Regions from separate parts of the Mus musculus genome. Here regions 1, 2 and 3 are each linked to region 4. The links are chromatin contacts, called in public promoter capture Hi-C maps. All regions are on one chromosome and are shown on one strand. Each heading gives the region's core, a stretch centred on a gene start, on an enhancer-like site or on the middle of the called end of the contact. The rest is flanking DNA. Distances are from core to core; before and after follow the strand shown.

What was found. Promoter capture Hi-C pulls out the DNA fragments that hold promoters and counts their contacts. Capture Hi-C pulls out chosen DNA fragments and counts their contacts.
Region 1: a promoter capture Hi-C map of liver shows a contact between it and region 4, with 3 times the contacts expected there. The contact joins the promoter of Nnmt here to the promoter of Htr3b in region 4. A contact is called at or near these places in 4 of 39 promoter capture datasets (the 3T3-L1 cell line, the HPC-7 cell line and embryonic stem cells), 4 of 115 datasets of contacts at active chromatin or transcription factors (embryonic stem cells and fibro-adipogenic progenitors) and 3 of 9 other capture datasets (adipose tissue, liver and macrophages).
Region 2: a promoter capture Hi-C map of embryonic stem cells shows a contact between it and region 4, with 3 times the contacts expected there. The contact joins the enhancer-like site here to the promoter of Htr3b in region 4. A contact is called at or near these places in 6 of 39 promoter capture datasets (the 3T3-L1 cell line, the C10 cell line, embryonic stem cells and 2 more), 5 of 115 datasets of contacts at active chromatin or transcription factors (bone marrow-derived macrophages, differentiating embryonic stem cells, embryonic basal ganglia and 1 more) and 1 of 9 other capture datasets (adipose tissue).
Region 3: a promoter capture Hi-C map of pancreatic islet shows a contact between it and region 4. The contact joins the promoter of Drd2 here to the promoter of Htr3b in region 4. A contact is called at or near these places in 1 of 39 promoter capture datasets (stem cell-derived epiblast-like cells) and 1 of 9 other capture datasets (pancreatic islet).

Annotation. Positions count from the first base shown.
Region 1 is chr9:48,601,414-48,606,468 of GRCm38.p6, reverse strand. It overlaps Nnmt (nicotinamide N-methyltransferase), which reads left to right and starts at 1,346. Exons shown (of 3, transcript NM_010924.3): 1 at 1,346-1,664; 2 at 2,908-3,115. The coding sequence starts at 1,511.
Region 2 is chr9:48,692,528-48,697,807 of GRCm38.p6, reverse strand. All of the region lies in intron 4 of Zbtb16 (zinc finger and BTB domain containing 16), which reads left to right. Among named protein-coding and RNA genes, the nearest start is that of Gm32280, 25 kb to the right of the region's middle. Within about 2 kb of position 3,062, at least 29 of the 459 cell types and tissues checked have an H3K27ac peak or open chromatin away from gene starts, as enhancers often do.
Region 3 is chr9:49,337,005-49,342,098 of GRCm38.p6, reverse strand. It overlaps Drd2 (dopamine receptor D2), which reads right to left and starts at 1,696. Exons shown (of 8, transcript NM_010077.3): 1 at 1,375-1,696.
Region 4 is chr9:48,962,837-48,967,656 of GRCm38.p6, reverse strand. Htr3b (5-hydroxytryptamine (serotonin) receptor 3B) reads left to right here and starts at 2,667. Exons shown (of 9, transcript NM_020274.4): 1 at 2,667-2,911. The coding sequence starts at 2,872.

The DNA.
Region 1 (5,055 bases), core at 97-2,596, 360 kb after region 4:
TGGGTGAGTTTTTATGCCTTGTAACCAAAGAGCTCTTGCTTAATCATGACCCGTGGGATGCCAGGAACTTACTGCTTTCGCATTTGGTGCAACATCTCCGGCTGGTTAATCAAACACTATTTTGAGCAACAACTCTGTGAAGCAACTCAGGGCGTAGAGCAGGGAAAACAGACTCAAGGCACAGCCCCTCGTCTACTGGTCAGCGCATCACCTCCATAATAGCTGTGAGAAAAATAACTGACAGGCAAATCCAGGAACAAATATATGCTGGCACAAGAATGAAGGGTTTGGCTGGGCAGGGTGAATTCTAATTGGCAGTTGTGAGCCCAGGAATGGAAACGGGAGGAACTCTGTAAGGAAATTGAGGTTTCTTGGAGCTTACTTTGAAAGAACTGTCAGGGTTTGAATTCAGTGGCAGTGGCAGTGGCAGGAAACTTGGGGGAGTGCAGAGCAGGGGCAGAGGTGGGAGCAAGGCACAGCTGCATTGGGTGGGCCTTGAACTTGCTATGTATGGAGCCAAGGCTGAGCCTGAAGTTCTGACTCCTAGTGCTAAGTGCTGGAACTACATGCAGGCAGCACCATGGCAGATTTGTGCAGTGCTGGTGAGCAAGCCTCGGGCCAAACGCATGGCGGGCAAGCATTCTACCAACTGAGTTATGTTTTCAGCCCTTAACCATGTTTTTGATTGATTAATCTGATGTTCAGACTTTTTTTTTTATAGAACCTTTTGATTATACTTTGGCAGTTTCGTACATTCTCACTGTGCATCACGAGTATACCCATCCCCGGCTATCTCTTACACTATCACACATCCTCCCTCCTTCTACATTCACGACCCCTCACAGCTTTAGAACTCATTGAGTCCTAGTGGTGCTGGCATGTTGGCATGTGAGCTTGGCCTTGTGCAAGTAACCATGACTGCAGTGTGCTCAAGAGGGTAGCCACCATACTGTATCTAGGAAGACAATGTCCATGTTTTAAAAATTAATCTTTCCAGACTCCATCCGAGATTATTTTTCTCTAGCCAACATTCCTTAGCCATGAGCTCGTTTCCTTACCCCACATTCCCTTTTCTTTTTTTTTGTTTGTTCAAACTGAAACCATTCGGTGGGACTCTTCCCTGACCCTCCAGGGAGAATCCTTGCAAGAACAAGCAGACTACTGGATTGTTTGGAGATGACCCGTCTCTCTGGACTCAGGGCTTCTGCAGGTTTGCCTCTGACCTGCACCACTGGTCAGAGGGCTGCATGGAGTTCATGGTCCTCCCCCTGCCACTCCCCTCTTCTCCTAAGCTCCCTTCTCCAGGAATTTCATCACTTCCTGGAATAGCCTGAACGTCTGCAGTCTATTTCACTGTCAGTATTTAGCAAACATCTGTCTCTAAGGGATGGGCCGAGCTGGAGGAAGATTGGCAGCTCTAAGACTCCAAAAGCCAACTTCACAGGGTGACTCCCTGCTTCTGGAGGAGGGGACAGGAGAGCATCAGGCTGGTGCACGGAGCTGAGACACGATGGAATCTGGCTTCACCTCCAAGGACACTTATCTAAGTCATTTTAATCCTCGGGATTACTTGGAAAAATATTACAGCTTTGGGTCCAGACACTGTGCAGAAAACGAGATCCTCAGACATCTGCTGAAAAATCTTTTTAAGATATTCTGCCTGGGTAAGTTTGTCTGTCTAAATATGAGTAACATTGTGTCTTGGGGGACGACTGGACTTGTGTCCACTATTAGACAGTCTCTTGGAATCACTTATTTGTTCAATGAAAATAAAAGTTAATGTTGGCTTAGCTATTTTACAGTTTACAAAGTTATTTTATGTCCATTGTCTTTTGTATGGTTGTGAAAATGGAGGCCAGTGGGCCTGAGTGCTGTCCTTGTAGCTACAGTGACTTTTCTAGGTGACTTGAAGGAGCCATTTCACCTCATCTCACAGTTTAGAGATTCTAAGAGAGTTGGGTGTGTGTGTGGGGGGGGGTCACAGGACTCAAGAAAGGAAGATTGGCAGCTCTAAGACTCCAAAAGCTAACTTCACAGGGTGACTCCCTGCTTCTGGAGGAGGGGCCAGGAGAGCATTGGGCTGGTACACGGAGCTGAGACATGATGGAATTTGGCTCATCATCTCCATGAGGACAGCCTGGACTACAGAGTGATTTTTCAGGCTAGCCTGGTCTAAAGAATGAGATCTTGTCCAAAAAAAGAAAGAAAGAAAGAGAGAGAGAGAGAGAGAGAGAGAGAGAGAGAGAGAGAGGGAGGGAGGGAGGGAGGGAGGGAGGGAGGGAGGAAGGAAGGAAGGAAGGAAGGAAGGAAGGAAGGAAGGAAGGAAGGAAGGAAGGAAAGAAGTAAGAAAGGAAAGTTTAATTCTACTCTTATTTGAAAGGAATGTTTGTTTACTCATGAAGTAAAGGACCCCCCAATATTAAGAACTGGGTGATTTGATTATTAATTAATCTCAGTGTTTTAAATTTTAATATATATACATCTAAGCATATGTGTACATGGTCTATGCAGGTACATGCATGGGGCCAGAAGAGGGCACCAGATGTATGCTTCCATCACTCTCTCCACCTATTCTTGTGGGGCAGCGTCCCCTCCTAAACCTGGGGCTTGTGTGTTGACTAGACTGGAAGCCAGAAAGCCTCAGAGAGCCTCTCCTCTCTGCTCCTCTCAGAGATGGGAGCATAGGTATTTGTGAGATGCCTGACTTGTTACACAGGTTCTGGGACCTGAATGCTGGCCCTCATCTCTGGACCATCACTCCAGGCCTTAAAATCAGTTGTTACACAACAACAACGACAACACCACCACCACCACAACAAAAATGGCACAATCCCAGTAAAGACACTATAACTTCAGCTCTGCCTGTTCCCTTTTGATGCCTGATTCCCTGCCCCTCTTCTGTCCTAGGTGCTGTAAAAGGAGAACTCCTGATTGACATTGGCTCTGGCCCCACCATCTATCAGCTTCTCTCTGCCTGTGAGTCCTTCACGGAGATCATTGTCTCTGACTACACAGACCAGAACCTCTGGGAGCTGCAGAAATGGCTGAAGAAGGAACCAGGAGCCTTTGACTGGTCCCCAGTGGTCACCTATGTGTGTGATCTTGAAGGCAACAGGTAGAGGAATGAGTATCTGCTCTTCAACTTTCTGAAGGGACCTGCATGTTTCTATCAGCCCAAACTACCACTAAGATCCAGATGAAAAATGCAAAAGAAACTCAAAGACCAAAGGGAACTCGGGATAGAAGATGAGGGCTCAGGAGAATAGCTGGGTTGTCAGATGTACCACCAGAGTACTATTTGGTTACCAGTCATCCAACACAAAGGTGGTGGCTAATGCCTAATGCCCACACCACCGGAAACAGCAAAACACTGGCAGATGTATTTTTTTAGCCAACAGAAATAACCTGAAGCAATTATGGGGAAAGAATTCATTACTTACCATCTATAAAGTTAGAATCTTTAGGATCTGGGAGACGGTCAGTGGGTAAAGTGCTTGTCACAGAGGTTGTCCTTTCTCCAGTGTGTCCTCTTAGCATCTTTATTGAAAACCAGCTGGCTGCAGATTCATGGCTTAGTCCTATACTGTCTATTCTGTTCCATTATTCTGTGTTCTCTGGCTGGTGATGTTTTGTGGAAAGACTTTGCTGGTTTGATGATATAGTTTTTTTGTTGTTGTTGTTGCTGCTGCTGCTGCTGTTGTTGAAGCTAAGTAGTGTGTGATTTCTGATATTTTCTTGGTGCTATTTGGGCTTTGTGTGTACGGTTGCCTAAAAATTCTAGAATTGTTTTCTAGTCCTGTCATTAGTATTTTAAGAGGAATGGCATTGGCTACACTAATTGCTTTGGGTAGTATGGACATATTCATGATCTTGATTCTTCAGATCAGCGAACAGATCTTTCCATTTTGATGGTGTCTGCACTATTCTTCTCCATTGATGTTTTCAGTGTAAAGATCATTGGCTTGTTTTAGCAAAATTCATTTTGAATTTATATATTATATTTATTAATAAATACATTAATAAAATAATATTAAATATTACATTTTATTTATTTTTAATAGCTATTGCAATAGGATTGACTTCTTGATTTCTGAATCAAATAATTCTCTATTGGGGCACAGATACTCAGATGAAGGTTCTGAAAAGCTAGTGCTTCTTGGTTAATGTTTAAAGGAACTAGCATCTATCCATCCATTCATCTGTCCATCCATCCATCCATCCATCCATCCATCCATCCATCCATCCATCTACTTACCCACTCATCTTTTTGTCAATCCATTCACCCACCCACATATCCATCCATCCATCCATCCATCCATCCATCCATCCATCCATCCATCCATTTATCCATCTACTTACCCACTCATCTTTTTGTCAATCCATTCACCCATCCACCCACCTATCCATCCATCCATCCATCCATGTATCCATCCATCCATCCGTCCATGTATCCGTCCATGTATCCATCCATCCATGTATCCATCCACCCATTTATCTGTCCATCTATCCATCATTTCATCCATCCATTTATTCATCTGTCCATTCATCCATCCATCCATTTATCTGTCTGTCCATCCACTCATTCATCTTCCCACTCACCCATCGATTCATCCATCAATCAATTTATTCACCTCTCCACCCACACATATATCCATCCACCCACCCACCTGTTCATCTATTTATCCACCCACCCACCTACCTACTCATACTCATCCATCCAACCAACTTAGGTTGAACAACTGTGATGCACCCCATAATACTAGCTCTTAGGCCAGAACATAGAATGAGATAGGAGAAGTCCTTCTGCCCTTTCGTTCCTATCAGAAGTCAGACAAATGTCTGATCATTTAGGGTCTTGGAGGCCACATTTAAGGTTATGGCATTTAGTAACAAGTTGAGAGGCAGTTTTCATATGTCAACTTAACTTACAAACCTCTTATACACCTAGCATAAGTGAAGATACGTTCTCAAAAATGAAGGTGAATCTTACTACTCTCTCTTCTTTTTTTTTATTAATATGAAGTACATGATTCCCCAGGACAGAATTGGTATAAC
Region 2 (5,280 bases), core at 1,813-4,312, 270 kb after region 4:
CCAGAACAAAATATACTGTCTGTAAGCTCAGGTGTGAAGTGGCAATCACAGGGTCCTCAGGGGCCTGGGCTCTGTGTGCTCTCTGAGGCTGCCGCTCTCCATGTGCCCTCCCATCCCAACCCTCTGGTCTTTTTTGTTCCCCCTGTGGCTGGCTTCCTGCACCTGCCACGCTCTGCCTCTGTGCATAGGAGGAATGCAGAACAAAGGCCAACCCAACCACTATTATGCTCTGAATGGTGAAGAAAATAATGAGAGAAGTAGACTGAGCCATTTAGGACTGAAGAACCCAGTGTCAGGTGGTGGACAGAAGTTAGGAGGACATGTTTCCTAGGATTGTGACCCTTTGTCATCTGAACAGGCGCATGACACAGACCCCTCATAATCTGGCAGGTTGAGTCCTAGGAAAAAAGAGATCGCTCACATCTGCCAGCTCTTCTCTATCAGACGTAGTTTGAGTGCCAAACACTGGCACCTGGCTGGCCTTCCAGGAGCTGGCAAATATCCTGAAAGGCTGGACCAGAGATGCTGCCCAAGGTAAGTGCAGAAAGAGTGAACACCTAACCCTGATGGCCCGGGCAGGCAGGGCTGATAACAGGCTCTGCTCACACTGAATTTCCCCCCTTACCCTGCACCGCCTGCTTAGGACAAACATATTTTACTGGCCATCACTTGGGGTTTGGACCTTTGTGTGTATGCCTGTGTGTTCTCAGGCTTTTACTAATCCCCTTCCTTGGTTTTTGAGGTTAGGAGCGTCTGGGATTTGTGGAGGGAGGAAGGGTATGAAAGGGTAAGGCAGGAGACCCTGGTGCCTGGATTCAACCTCCCACATTCCGGAGATCCCTAGAGGCCCCTCTCCCCAGACCCTTCAGCTCCGAAAAGCCATTGTGCTCCCTTCTGGCCTCTGACCCCGAGGCTCTGGGAAGCAGCAGGTTGTTGACACACGGACAATCATTTCTTGCAAAGCACAGGCCTCCCTCTCTCCTTCCCTCCCTATCTCAGTGCTCACGAGCTCGCTCTCTCTCTCTCTTTCTCTCTCTCTCTCTCTCTCTGCCTTGCCCTGGTGACTTTTTCACAGCCAGGAAGGCAAGAGAAGCTGAGCAAGAGGGAAATTAAGTCTCTATGAGAGAGGAAAAGAAGAAGGGAAGACCCTCCCAATTTTGGGTCCCCCAAACATCTTAGTTGTCTGAGGGACCCTCCTCCGGTAGTCTACTACTAGTGCAGAAGTGTGAGTCCCCCTCCCCCCTGTACAGCCACGTGGATCCCAGTAGTATGTGATGCTACCAGGAAGTGGCTCAGGAGGAGCGCTTCTTTTGAGAGTCTCACTTATGTGAGGAGCCCTGCATTTCTTCATGAAGAATCTCTCTGTGCCTGTCCTCTGTAGTCACGGGAACAAAGAGCTTCCTAGCCCTGTTGCTGCTGCTTGTGAGGAGGAGTAAGACTTCAGATGTCATTTGCCCTGTCAGAGGGTTAGTTTGCTCTTTGGCAGAAGTGTGTGGAATAAGCTACTTGCCTCATGGGCCTACTGTGCAGTGCACATAGAGGTTTCTGTCAGGGAGTGCTTGACAAGCTTCAGAGCGCTCAACAGATGCACGTGTGGGTTACTGATGGTTCCCCATACAGCTCTGGCTAGTAGTTTGTATTATTCTCATGGGCAGGATGGGAGTTCCAAGCTTTTTGTTCCTCCTGTTCTGTCTAGGCCATTTCAAAAGCATTTTTAGGAGAACAGGTGGGGTGGGAAAGAGAGTCCTTTAAAACTTCAAGCACCACTGTGTATGCTTTTCGCCTTGGTTGGCTAGCCGGGAAACCAGTTAGCCCGAATAAACTCAAGTGTGTGTCTCTGGCCACTAGGTAGCCCCATTCAGCAGACTGGGTTTCTCCAGGAAAGAAAAACAGAATGGTTTGTTAACTACAGAAATATCTCTCCCTTGTGCTCTCATTCTGAAAGAAGTGGATTAGTGTGGCCATATTTAACCCCTGACCCCGAGACAAAGGCATTATCAAAATTAGTTACTGAGAGAGTCCGTCTTCCCCTCTCTGCCCCCACTTCCCTGTTTGCAGGGGCTTCACTAGGAGCTCGGTAAACTTCAGAGTCTGAGCAAAGGTTTCGGAGGCCATGGTTGCCTTGGAGATATTCTAAAGCCCGGGCTGTGGAGATAGTCTAATATGGACTGAAGGATAGAGCCGGGATCTGTACTCATGTGTGGGCTCTTTCTGGCTTCAGATGTTCCATTGGATTTTAGAACCGTATTTTCCCAGTTTTTAACTATATGCTCAACTGTCACTTGAGCCTCAGATCTTGAGTTGATCTTAAGGGTGGCATCCAGTGTCTTTCTCCGTCCATCCCTCTGTCCGTCCTGGAGTCCAGTCCCTTTGGAGGTGGAGATGCAGCTAGACCTAACTGATTCTCATTCTCTTTGTTATTGAGTGTCTTCATAGCCTGGGCTAACTCAACTCTAGACTGTCTTTCTATCTGGGACAACACAATGACAATAAGCATCCCCTTGAGCTACGTCTGAGGTTAGATGACCATGGGACAGTTGTCAGGGGTTAGTGAGTATTATCTGTCATGGTCAGTATTGTCCTTGTCATCAGCATCCTAGCCACAGCTTCCTCATCACCTCCTTGGTCCCCATCCTGTCCTCCTGGGATAATCCAGGCCACACTGGGGTTTTCTGCCTGGACTTCTTGTTTCCTGACTCTGCTTTCTCCCTGCACCTTTTTTTTTCTGGCTGTTTACAGACACCCCGCCTAGCCTTCCTGGATGGAGTTTAAAGTTTGACTTTCTTTCATTCCAGGAAGTCCAACTTGCCTGGCAGGATCGGGAGGGAAAGGCACTTTCTTTATAAGCTCTCGATGAAAGCTGTAAAGCAAGCCGGTCAAGGGTCTGGCCGGCCCTGGCTCAGGATTAAGGCCAGCCCTGGAATGCTGAGGGGGCCTCTCTCAAGAAGCTAGTATCTATTTACAGTGCATGTCTCATAAACCCGAAAGCCAGGGTGAGGGCAGGGGGACTCGCCCTCCTGGCATGTGATTGATTATCTGGTATTTATGCCATTGAGGACTTGTCAGCGGTCTGGGGTCACAGGGTCATCTCGTGTGTCTTGCCGCCATCCCGCCCTCTTTTGTACAGTGTGGGCCAGGGTGCACTGGGCACAAAACAGCTTTTTCTTTTCCTTGGGAAAAGGGGGAGGGGGGACCCGGGGCAGTGTCAATGAAAAAATGTTTTCAACCTTTCTCAATAGTGCTCTTTTAATTCTAAAGAACATTTAATTAAAAGTAGCAGGAAAATTCATCTTAGAAGGTTTAACTTACCTTAACAGATACTATTGTGACCAAAAAAAAAAAAAAAAAAAAAGTAAAGAAACGAAGTAAAAGGTTTTGTATCTCCTGAGTCCTCCGAGGCCACTTTTGCTTGCCCTGTGGTAGTGTGGTCCTGACTTAGGAAGGAGAGAGAGACTGGGTTATTGCTAAGCAGGGTTACGTTGGTGTTTGTTGTCTGTACAGCTTTTTCTTGTTTAGGATGGAGGCTCCAAGCTTTGGATGGAGGCTCCGAGTTGGATATGTGAGCATAGTCCCCTAGAGGTGGCAGCCTGGCCCTGGGGTCCCCTCATGATCCCCTTTCCCAGGGCTTTTTCAGCACTCAGAGCTTGGGACACCTGGAGAAAACTACTACATCAGTGCCAGTGTTTTGCCGTTCAGGTATCTCAATCCTGGAAACCACCCTCTTGTCCGTTGTGGTAGAGGGGGCATCTCTCTAGGGAAGCTACTGCCTCTGGGACGACAGTGTGTGCTGGGGCTCAGAGGATCTCCTCTTTCTAAAATACTTGGAGAGAGCAGGGCTTGGTTTCCCACCTTTGTAGGAGGAACAAGTCCCCGCCCCAGCCCATGATCAGCAGAGAAATCTGCCTGCTCACTGACGACCTTCCGTCTGCTGAAGTTCAGGAATGGACACTATTTGTCCCTATCCCCATAGAGGATCTTCTGGAGCTGGGGCAAGCCAGAACACTAGTATGGAGTGCTGCCCCACAGTGGTCTTGCGGTCTGTGAAGGGGGTGTCAGCTTCAGAGACCCACCCAGGCTCCCGTCTGTGGGACACCCAGGGTGGGGAAGCATGACTCCCTCCTGGGACGTTCTGTCTGCCACGCTCAGTTTCCTGGATCACCCTGCAAGGCTGGGCAGGGGATTATGTGCACAGAGTTGGCTATGTGTTTGCTGTAAAGCCCCATGTCCCCATAGCACAGGGGTTTGTCTCCCTGTCCCACCCACGCACCATCCTCCACAACAAAGAGTCGTTGTCTACAGAATAGCTTTAGAAATCCCAATTCTTTTCTATTTCCTTCATTCCCATTCAAGTTAAATTAGTGAATGCTAATTTGGGTTGATGGGACACACTGGGTGGAAGCTGAGGTTCTGGCTCCTGCTCAGGGAAGGACCATCGTGGCAGCATCCTCACCAGGGTCACCCAGTGCCCGGTGCCCCATGCTCTGGGAATGCTTGGTTTGGGTTACTTTCTTAGTCTCAGATCAGCTGCGCAAGGTGAACATTGTTGTGTCTAAAAGACAAAAACTCAGACCGAGCACAAGTAGACTTCCCTGACGTTATGGCTAATGACCAGCACGGTTAATTCTGAAATTTGCTTTAAGCTATTCGGTAACAAACATTTCCCTCTTCCCTGAAGCTGCTTAGCATCCCCGTAAGACAGTTACTGTCGTTGCATTTTTCTCAGAGATGAGGCACAGAGGAGTCAGGCAACTTCCTCCTGGCCACACAGCAGCAGCAAGGGTTAGAACAAGGGTGTGGATCTGATTCATAGTGAGTGACACAAACAAGACCGGAACCCAGAGCCTTCTGCCGCCAGGGCTCGGTTTAGGTGTGTTTTTCCTCACTATACTGACATCCATTACTGGGAGACATTATACAGAGACATACATAAATCAGCCAGAGACTGGCAAAAGGTCACGGTGTAATCAGACGCCATCCTGGGTGGTGTATGGAGAGGAATCTGGAGGAAGATTAGGGATTCAGGCTTCTCTCTAGGCTCTCATAGTAGGAGGACAGCAGCTTCCTTTCTAGTAACTTTCCCATTATACTCCTCTGTATTCTCATTCTCTCTCTCTCTCTCTCTCTCTCTCTCTCTCTCTCTCTCTCTCTCTCTCTGTGTGTGTGTGTGTGTGTGTGTGTACACACATGTGCACATGAGAAGGTCAGAAGACAGTGTGCCCTAGCTAACTTTCTTTTTCAGCATGTAGGTTCTAGGGATCGAATGCAGCTCTCCAGACTTCA
Region 3 (5,094 bases), core at 447-2,946, 380 kb before region 4:
CTTATTTCTGGAGCTAACCCTCTCAAATCTCTTCCCTCTTCCACATTTGACTTCAAAAATGTTATCAAAGCCCCAATAAAACAGATTTTTAGTGCATTTGCAAACATGAAACCACAAAGTCCAAGCCAGGGGGCAGGGACCCAGTAAATCAGCCTCCTGGTTCTCTTTAAATCAGTTGCACTCGTGTAGGCTGCTTTCTGCCCACCCTCATCAAACAACAGCACACAGGAAAGATGAAAAGAATGCTTTCTCAAGTAGCTCTAATGCGGCCGGGTGGGTCAGGCATAAACACAGTATTTGCATCTGAAGCAGGGTTTGGGGTAACGCTGAACATCTAGTTCCCAAAGAGAGAATCAAGATTGTCCTCAAAGGTTTGCAGCCTAGTCAGAATCCATAAATTGTTGAGTGTGCAAAGGGACCTAGAGAGGGAGTGCACACACTGGATTGCACCTCATCCAACCTCAGGAGCCCCAGAAAAGAACCCAGTGAGGTACCCAGTGAGGAAAAAGATGACTCGCTGAAGCAGTTTCCCTGTGGCTGAGAACAAGGGCCTATCCCCAGGGAGCTGCAATGCTGTTCCTTGTGTCCATGGCAAAGCCTGTTGTGTAGGTGGCAACCGGCTCTCTTAACTCTGCTCCTCAAGAGAGACCTCACAGGCTGCCCGCCGCAAAAAAAGGAAAAAGGGAAGTGCTCTGTTTGACGCTTAGAGAAGCTTCTTCGCATATGGACTTAGTGAGGCTCTTGATCCATTCCAGAGATGGACAGTCCCCTTCTATCACTGTCTCCCGCCCCCACTGTCACCTACACTCCCTGGGGAAAATGGGTCTAAAATACCCGGCTTTCTTTCGGACTGGGTGACAGAGCAGCGGACAGAGAACGGGATTCAGCACCAAGGACAGCAGAAAGCCTAAGGATGGAAGACCGCTCCCGGAAGCAGCTTCACCATCAACCTTGGCTTTAGCCCTTTCAAAAGTCTCCGGTTGCACCAATAACAGAAAAGTCAAAAACAACCCTTCTTCCTTTTGGGTGGTGGGAAACTCTAGTGCGCGCCTGGGGTCCTAGTCTTGAATACCAGGAGGACAATGCCCTACCCTCTGAAGCCACAGCTACACCGACTGTTAGCCAGGATCAGGACTCCCGCCCAGACAGGAAAGCGCGAAGAACGCTAAGAAAGAAGGACTGGGGATGGCCATCCTTCAGGTTTCCGACGCCCGGAACGCAATCTCCCCGACGGAGACTCAGTGGAAAGGGTGCTCCCGGACAGGCGGCGCTAGAGTGGCTGGACAAACTTCTGTTCCCGGCCGGTCATCTCTAGACGCTTCGACCGGTGCAGAGGCCACAGACTGCTTTTGGCTCCAGCCAACCAGTTCTTACCTTCAAGCCATAGGGCGCCCGGGGCCAGAGAAGGCGCCGGCTGCTCGAGGCTTCCAGCTCCCGCCGCATCCACGCACGGCCGCCCCTCCGGCAGCCGTCCGGGGCCGCCGGTCCCCTCTGCGGGTCCCTCGGCTCCCGGCCCCGCCGCGCCGTTCAGATCCCCGGCGGGCAGCCGCTCGGCCGGCTCGGGCCCGCGGGGAGCAGTGGACGGGCCGCGGCGGGGCAGGGCGAGGCGGGGCGGGAGGGCGGGAGCGCAGCGCGGGGACCAGGCGGGGAGGCGGGCAGTCGGCGCTGCGCGCGAGAGGCGACCAGCTCCGGCACTGAGGCTGGACAGCTCCGTGGAGTCAGAGCGCCGCGCGCGCAGGAGGGAGGGGGCGGGGTCACCCTGGCCACGAGGCGCCCGGGAACCCCGCCCCTGGGACAGGCCCCACCCACCCAGGGCCCCAGTGCTATCTCTGCACTGCGGGGCCTGGGGAAGGAACCCAGGAGAGCTGAGACACAGCATCCGTTTCTGGCTTTGAGTAGAGGATAACCTGTGCTCTGGACTGCTCGCCGGTGTCCCCCCTACACTCATTAAGTAACACCCTGTCCATCAAACCTATTCTGGTCTAGCATTCACAACATTAGCCTGTCGATCCCCTCCTTTGAGGAATCAGGGCCAAGGGCTAGCTGAAGCACTACCAGTGGTACATCAAGTCTTTAAAGAAGAAATAGATTCCGGAAAGACATCCAGGGTCCGTGTACAGACGTCTGAAAATCACAGCGGTTAGTTTCGCTGTTGAACTTTCCCAAAGGAAGACCTGGGCAGAGCAGATCTAAGATGGAAATGATAAAGTGGAAATGATAAAGAGTGCCCTGGGAGTTCCAGCTCACCCTGCCCTCTGCACTGAGGAGCAGGAGAAGGGAGAGGAAGAGAAATGTGATCTTCTTCGGCCCTAGCCAGGGAACCTACTCCCCTTTCCATCCTCTTTCTCTCCGATCCAGCTGGTGCTTTCTGTCCCTCTGCCCTGCCTCCGCCAGCTTCTATATGAGATTCAGGAGTAACAGAGGAATAAAAACAGGGTCCCGTTCGCGTGGGGCCACTCCAGAGTAGAGACTTCCAAACACTTGTAGCTTAAGCAGGTGCTGTGGAGTACCAACAGGGAGACCTCACAGGAGCTGGGCATTGAAGGGCCAACGCAAGTCCCCAAGGAGAAGGCACCACAGAATTCCTCGGACAGCAGCACAGAGGACGTTCTGCATACAGCAAGCGGCCATGCCACTTAGCCACAAAGAAGAAACTCCTTCCATTGATCCACACAATTCTGGAAAATTAGGATTGGAAGCAGAGACCTTAATATTCAATTAATCACTGTTTGATGTAAAGGTGGAAACTGGGGCCCAAAGAGGTGTGCCCTTCCAAGCCCCACGAGGACTGAGCAGTGGAACAGCCCTGATACATGGCACGTTTTCCTTAGATATGGCCATCTGTGGAGGCATTTAAAGGAGTGGAAACTTCCTGAACATGATGTAGCCTCCTCTGTCCCTCTTCATTAGTCTTTGGATATGGTCTATTCGTGGGTCTCCTTTAGGCATGGTAGGGAAGTATTAGAACTACCAGAAACATTAGAACTTTTCACATTTGCTTTTAAGGCATTCAAACATTAAGATAGGGTTGAATCTCCACTGTTTTCCTATGTACCCTGGATATGTTCATCCCAAGAAAAAAACCCACTTAGATAGGATTTGTGTCCTGTTCAACCCACCACCTCTATGCATTCTCACATGATCTGGTGTCCTGCCTCTATCACTTGCCAGTTGTAGATGTTACTTTAATTGTTTAATCTCTCTGGGTCTCCGTGTTCATATCTTTACATTGGTCCAAGCAATGCTTATTTCTCTGGGGTGCACCGAGAATAATAGGTGAATTCTCGATGAAGGAACTATATATGAATAAGCTCTCTGGCTGCCCTTAAATGGTAAGGTTGGCTTTGCTGGTTGAGGAGGCAGAAGCAGGAGCCAGCCAAATGACCTCAATGGACACTACACCTCTGCGCTGCCTTTTTTACCCACATCATGCATGGCTGAGTGATTTCATGCTGGCTGTGAGTGAGACGGATGGATCTTTTAGTTTTCAATTAGCAAACGCCTTGCTTTTTTAAACAAGCAGTGCAGAAAACAGATGCTCTGGGTGATTGATGGCAGGGAACATCTGTGGTTAAGCAATGGCTGCACCAGGCTCCCAGATTCCTGGCTGCCAGGGCCCTCTGGAGGTCACTCAGTGCCTCCCCAACCACCAGACAGAACTGGACTCAACCCAAGTACATCAGGTGGGAGTGGGACACCCTTTACCCTCATATGCTTCTTGGAAAAAGAGATACAATCGTTTTGTTTTGTTTTTTTAACTCCTTAATTGTATGTTACAGAGCTTGGGAGTTGAGATATTCTACCATATATGTCTCTTAAATCTTTAATTTACCTCTATCTTTGATGTGTGGGTTAAGTATAACGTACATATTTGTGTGGGCCTGTGCATATGTGTACTTATGAATGCCAGAGGTCAGCATCAAAGGTCTCCCTCAATCTTTCCCCGCCTTATTTTTCAAGGCAGAGTCTTTCATTGTGCGGAAGCTCATCAATTTGACTAACCTGACTGGCCAGTGATCCACCTGTCTCTGCCTCCCCAGTGCTGGGATTACAGGCCTGAGCTGTTGACTTTGCTTCTGTGTGTGATTCCTGAGGAATCTAGGCTAATGCTCTTCTATCTATCAGTGTTGCAATCATGTTATTGACTGAACTTTCTGTGAAGTCCAAGATTAAGGTGCTGGCAGATTCGGCTTCTGGGGTGGGTCTGCTTCTTGGGTCAGGGGTATGCAGCAAAGCAATGAGCTCAGCCTTCTGTGCTTGACTGTGTCTGTCATGGTACAGAAACACTTAGAGAGGCGCAGTGTTCCTAGTTACTAGAATTTCTGAGATAGCCATAGCCTTCCATGGGAAAACTTAGTGAAGGGACTGGTGGTGGGCGAGACAAACCACCCTGAGGGAAAAGAAAGCTCCTCCAGAAGGACAGAGCTTCAGGGCACTGTTTTTCACCGACATGGGAGAGCAGTTACCAGAGAGCTTCAACAGCTGTGTGTGAAAGTCACCCGGACAGACCAATTTCCTTACCAGAGGATTCTAATGGGGCTTTGCACCTCAGTGCGAAATGGACATTTGTTGACGTTTCTTGCATCCTTCTAATGATAAACAATAAAAATACAGGTGTGACCCACTTTAAAATTTTCAACTATACAACTGTTCCCCTACACACAAACTGGAGTGAAGAGACCCATGGAGTCTATTTGCTTGTCTTGTGGAAAGCAGTTGTCAAAGTAGTTGACTTATTTATGTGTCTGTGCTCACAGAAATAGTATTTTTTCTTTTCATGGGGGCTCAAATACCTGAAGTTTTCATGTAGATGAAGACTTTGGACTGCTAATCCTCCTGCCGCTATCCCTGAAGTCCTGGGATTACAAAACGTCTGTTTCCATACTCATCTTATGTAGGACTTCATTTGGAACCCAGGGCTACATGCATAGAAGCCAAGTGAGCACTCTCTAAATTAAACCACATCTCCAGTAACATTAATAGTAGTAGCCAAAAGGGAGAGATGATATCAACATGGATAGATAAAATACAAAATGTGTATACATGGAATATTATGCAGCCTTTTAAAGGAGTAGTTTCTCATGAATGCACCAT
Region 4 (4,820 bases), core at 1,418-3,917:
TTCTCTTTCTCTTTCTCTTTCTCTTTCTCTCTCTCTCCCTCTCTCTCTCTCTCTCTGACACACACACACTCTCTCTCTCTCTCTCTCTCTCTCTCGTACACACACACCCACCATGAATGTTTAGCCCCTCTTGACTCCAGCTTTGCGTCTTAAATATACTGATTTGGGAAGCACAGAGAGTTGGCTCAGTGGTCAAGAGCACTTGTTGCTCTTGCTGAGGAACCAGGTTCAGTTCCCAGTTCCCACAAGGTGGTTTATCACCATTCAGTTCCAAGGAACACAGCACCCTTCTGGCCTCAGTGGGCACTAGGCAGGCCTGTAGTGCACATACATACATACATACATACATACATACATACATACATACAGGCAAAACACTCATACAGAGAAAATAAAATAATTGAAAATATTTAAATATACAGGTCTGCTTGAGAGGCTCCAATACAATTCAAGCCCATACTTACATTTCTATGACACGTTCTAAGATGTCCCATGGAAGCTCTTGGTAGTAAAAAGCTATCTGGCTGGGAAGGGATGGGTTTAAGGAGAGTGAGAGGAGACAATCTGCGTTTTAAAAAAATTTAAAGATTGAGCTGGGTGTAGTTGTGCACACCTTTTATCTCAGCACGCAGAAGGCAGAGGCAGAGGCAAACAGATCTCTGTAAGCTGGAGGCCAGCTTGGTCTACATAGTGAGTTCCAAGCCAGCCAGAACTATGTAGTAAGAACTGGTTTGGGGGTGGGAGTTAGGGGGAGTGAAAGGTTGAGATGAGAATCTAAAACCATTGGGTAAATATGAGAGAGTTACACCAAGAAGAGAGCTGAGTCGGTATATGACTGAAAACTCTCCCGAAGACACCATATTCATGCAAACTCATGGCAGCATGCAGCAGCCAAGAGCTGTAGCAGGTAGCAGCACCAGACTGCTGTTAAATCAGCCAATGAAGGTCATAATGGATTGGCACCACACATCATTAGCAATAGCCTTGCAGTTACAGACGGGCACACGAGAAAGTGCAAAGGAAAAGGAGGGAGGGGATGTCCCAGAAGGGTCTGCCTTAGAGTCATGGTGCCCTAGAATGAGTGGCAAGATACCACGTGGATCACCAACTCAATTCAAACTTCTGCAAGAACGGAGGCTTCTGAATCCCTCCCCTACCAACCCAGCTGTGCTACCTCTTGTTCAGATTCTTCCACGAGCCAAAACAGACGCTTAGAACTGTCAGGAGCAGACAGCAAGGGGCCAGATTAATTCTCAGTGAGCAAGGCTCTCGAAGCCCAGGGTACCACTGTCTATGGGCGTTCCTCAAAATCAAAACCAACAGAAACACTCCCCATAGATTTGACCTCCAGCAGATTAAATTGTAACTTCGTTTTCTTCTGAAATGTTTTCTGCACAATCCAACAAAGTCAGAAGGCTAGCTCTCCTCTCCTACCTCTACCCACACAACTCTTTCACAGACAATTAGCTTGACTAGCTAGTGTGGAGTTACTACATCGAAGACTATTGTCTGTTTGTTAATGGGGTAGGGGTGTTAGTTTGCTTTATTTCATTTCTTCTTTGTTGAGTGAGACATGATCTCCTGTAGTTCAGTCTGGCCAGGAACTTGGTAGATAACCAAGGCTGGACTTGAACGCCTGGTCCCGTCTCCTCCTTCCAAGTGCTGGGGTTATAATTGTGAGCAGTTATGCTGGGCCTGAGAAGGACATTAATTAATTAATTAATTAATTAATTAATTTATTTGAGCATGTTGAAGTGGTGTCTGCACAGGTACACAGACAGCAGAGGGACTCCTGCTGTACAGCCAGAGAGGAGGAGGTGACGTAACAAAAAGTGAACATTATTCAATTCATCAAACAGCAACGAATCCTTTGTCAGGGAGCCAACAAGATGGCTCACTGGGAAGGGGTGCTTCAACCAAGCCTGACAATCCAAGTTTGATTTGGTTCCCACAAATTGGGACACCATTTGAATCCCCAGGACCCACATGGTAGAAGGAGAGAACCAGTTCCCAAAAGTTGTCCTCTGAGCTCTCCATGTACCCCACAGCATTTGTCTACCCCCACATACAAAGTCAAGACATAAAAATATCTTTAAGGGGACATTTAAAAAAAATCTTTCATCGAATGATGTTAAACATTAATAGTTCTTGTCTTCAAGAAGCCTAAAAGCATCTTGTCTGGGCTACTTTGTGTACTGTGCTCAGTGAAAATTTAAAAAGCATTCCTATTTATCAAAAATCAATGTTTCTCTTCATTAAAGGGGCCTAGCAGAAACAAAAGCACTCTTTCTGCTGTATTGTTTGTAGTTGATGTTCATTAGACAATACCAGGCTCCCATTAACTCAAGAGCCCAGTGACTGTTCCCAGAGACTGAAGATGTTCCTCCCTACATCTGATTTAAGGCAGCTATCTGGATCTCAATTATTAATGAAATTAGGGTCCTGAATGCCAGCAAGAACATTGCCTTAGGTAAAGGCTGTAAAGGAAATCATATTAGCTTGGAATTTCCTCTCCTCGGGGGCCCCCTCTTAAATTGCATTATTCACTTAGCTGGCTCCTGTAAGGGAGATGGAGTCTTGGCCATCATCCTAGGGCAGATCCAAGTGGAGAAGCTTGTGGGGTTCATGAAGGCATTAATTTCCAAACCTGTATGTGGTGTTCATGTGTCTTGTCCAGTCGGATGTTTACAAAATAGCAGCACCAAGGTTACCACACATGAGCAAACAGGAGAAGAGGGTGGAGGGGTGCTGAGAGGTGCAAGGTCAAGCAGTGTCCCCCGGCTCGCCAGCCTGCCTGCCCACCAGCCTGCCTGCCCACCAGCCGGCAGCCATCGCTCTTCTCTGGTACCTGCCCCAGAATAGGCAAGTGCGATGATTCTTCTGTGGTCCTGCCTCCTGGTGGCTGTAGTAGGTAAGTCCTGTGACTGATTCTGTCTTGACTCTCAGAGTGTGGTGTCCACACTGTGCTGGGAACACCTCAGATCTCTTCCTTTGGGTTCATGATCTGTTAAATGCTAGTCCTATGGAGCTTTGCAGAGACCAGCGATGTGTCTCTGACACTCCCATTGCCACCTCCGTTTACACAGATGAAAAGTCACTCCAAAACTTACCTTTGACGGGAAATTTTTCTCTTCTGAAGAAATCCAGCTCACTCCAGTGATTTACATTAAACTCGGGGCAATCTCTTTCAGATATGTATAGATAATGTGTTCTTAGGATCCCAGATAGCTTTGGCTTCTTTATAAAACTTTAGCAGAGCAGAGAAAGAGTCCCATGGATTTGTCTCAGCTGGGTATCATTTTGATATCACAGTGTTTGACTCCAGCTTTGCAGAAACTGCAGAAGTGGCCAGTATATTGCTAAAGCTTGTAAGTTTTAAGTACGTGATTTCTATTAAAATACTTTAGATATTATGTGTGTTTTAATGTATGGAACGATACATCCATGGTGGTATTAACTCTACTGACTTGGACTGTTTTAGTTAGGATGCAGTTGATTTTTTTTTTAAATGTGGATAAATCAAGGATCTATGGGTTGTCCATACCCACACCTGGGTATGTGTCACTCTTTGTCTTAAAACCCATTCTCTAATCTGGTAATGTATCCTTTCATTCATCCCAACTGTACTTAAAGAGACAGAGAAAACGGTTTCTGTTGGTGGTTCCTAGCACGCTAGTTTTGTGTATCTTACCCTTATACCCTACCTCTTTGAGGGCTCTCCTAGAGCTTGGGTCTGAATTCTCAAAGTTTAAAATGAACCCAAAAGTAAGATGAATCAGTTAAAAAGACAAAGGAATTTGTTAGCTAGAAAGCTGGACATTTACAAACAAAGAAAGAAAACACTGGAGATGATCCCTCCCCCCACCCCCATTTGGTAGAGAAGAAAAATAGCCACAAAATTCCTGGACATTTAACTTCAAGGATAAAAGCTTGTCTTAATTATAAGAGTAAAAGAGAGGAAGTTTCATTAATGCCAAATGGATTCCTTTGCAGAAAATAACCATCAACATGAAGCTAAGATAAAATAGAAAAATGAAGTCAAGAAGACCGGGGAAATTCTTCTTACCAGCTTTTCCCTCTGATGTTTTGTACTCTGGTTGGATTTTGGTTCTCACTGGGGCAAGAACAATGTTTTAACGGGGTCTAATGGCAGGGGCCTCCTCAGGAATGACACGGAGGACATTTGTGACCAAGAATCTGGCACTTTACTGAGCACTGTAGAGTTGACCTGTAACTGTGAGAACAAAGTGTTCCTCTGTGCTGAGAGTACGCTAGGGATGAGGCTAGTCCACCTCCAGCTGCACTGCTCACTAGCCACAAGACCCACACAAGTCAATTCATTCTTTAGGCAGGTTTTCAGGGCCTTATGTAGTCCAGGCTAGCCTCAAACTTACTGGGTAGCTGAATGTTGAAATCCGATCTTCCTGCTTTCACCTCTCAGATTCTAGATTATAGGTATATACCACCTCGCCCTGTTTGTGTGGTTCTAAAGGTGGAACTCAGGCCTTCAGGCATGTTAGGCACTTACTCCACCCCACGATCCTCATCCCCAGATCTTTGACTCCATTCAGAGTATTCACGAAGATCAGATAATAGAAGTGTAACATGCAACACAAATGTAAGGCATTATCAACCAGAAGCACAGACTCCAAAAAGACCACTCTTTGTTTCTGCTCAGTAACAGGCTGTGCACAGCGTATAGGTTTTCTTTCCAATGGCTGACTCAGTGCTGGTCCTAATATTTGTAGACAGCCAGGTCACCATAGTGTCATGCCTAGGAGGATGTTCTCTGAATGCAGACCAGCTGTGCTTTGGCCCCA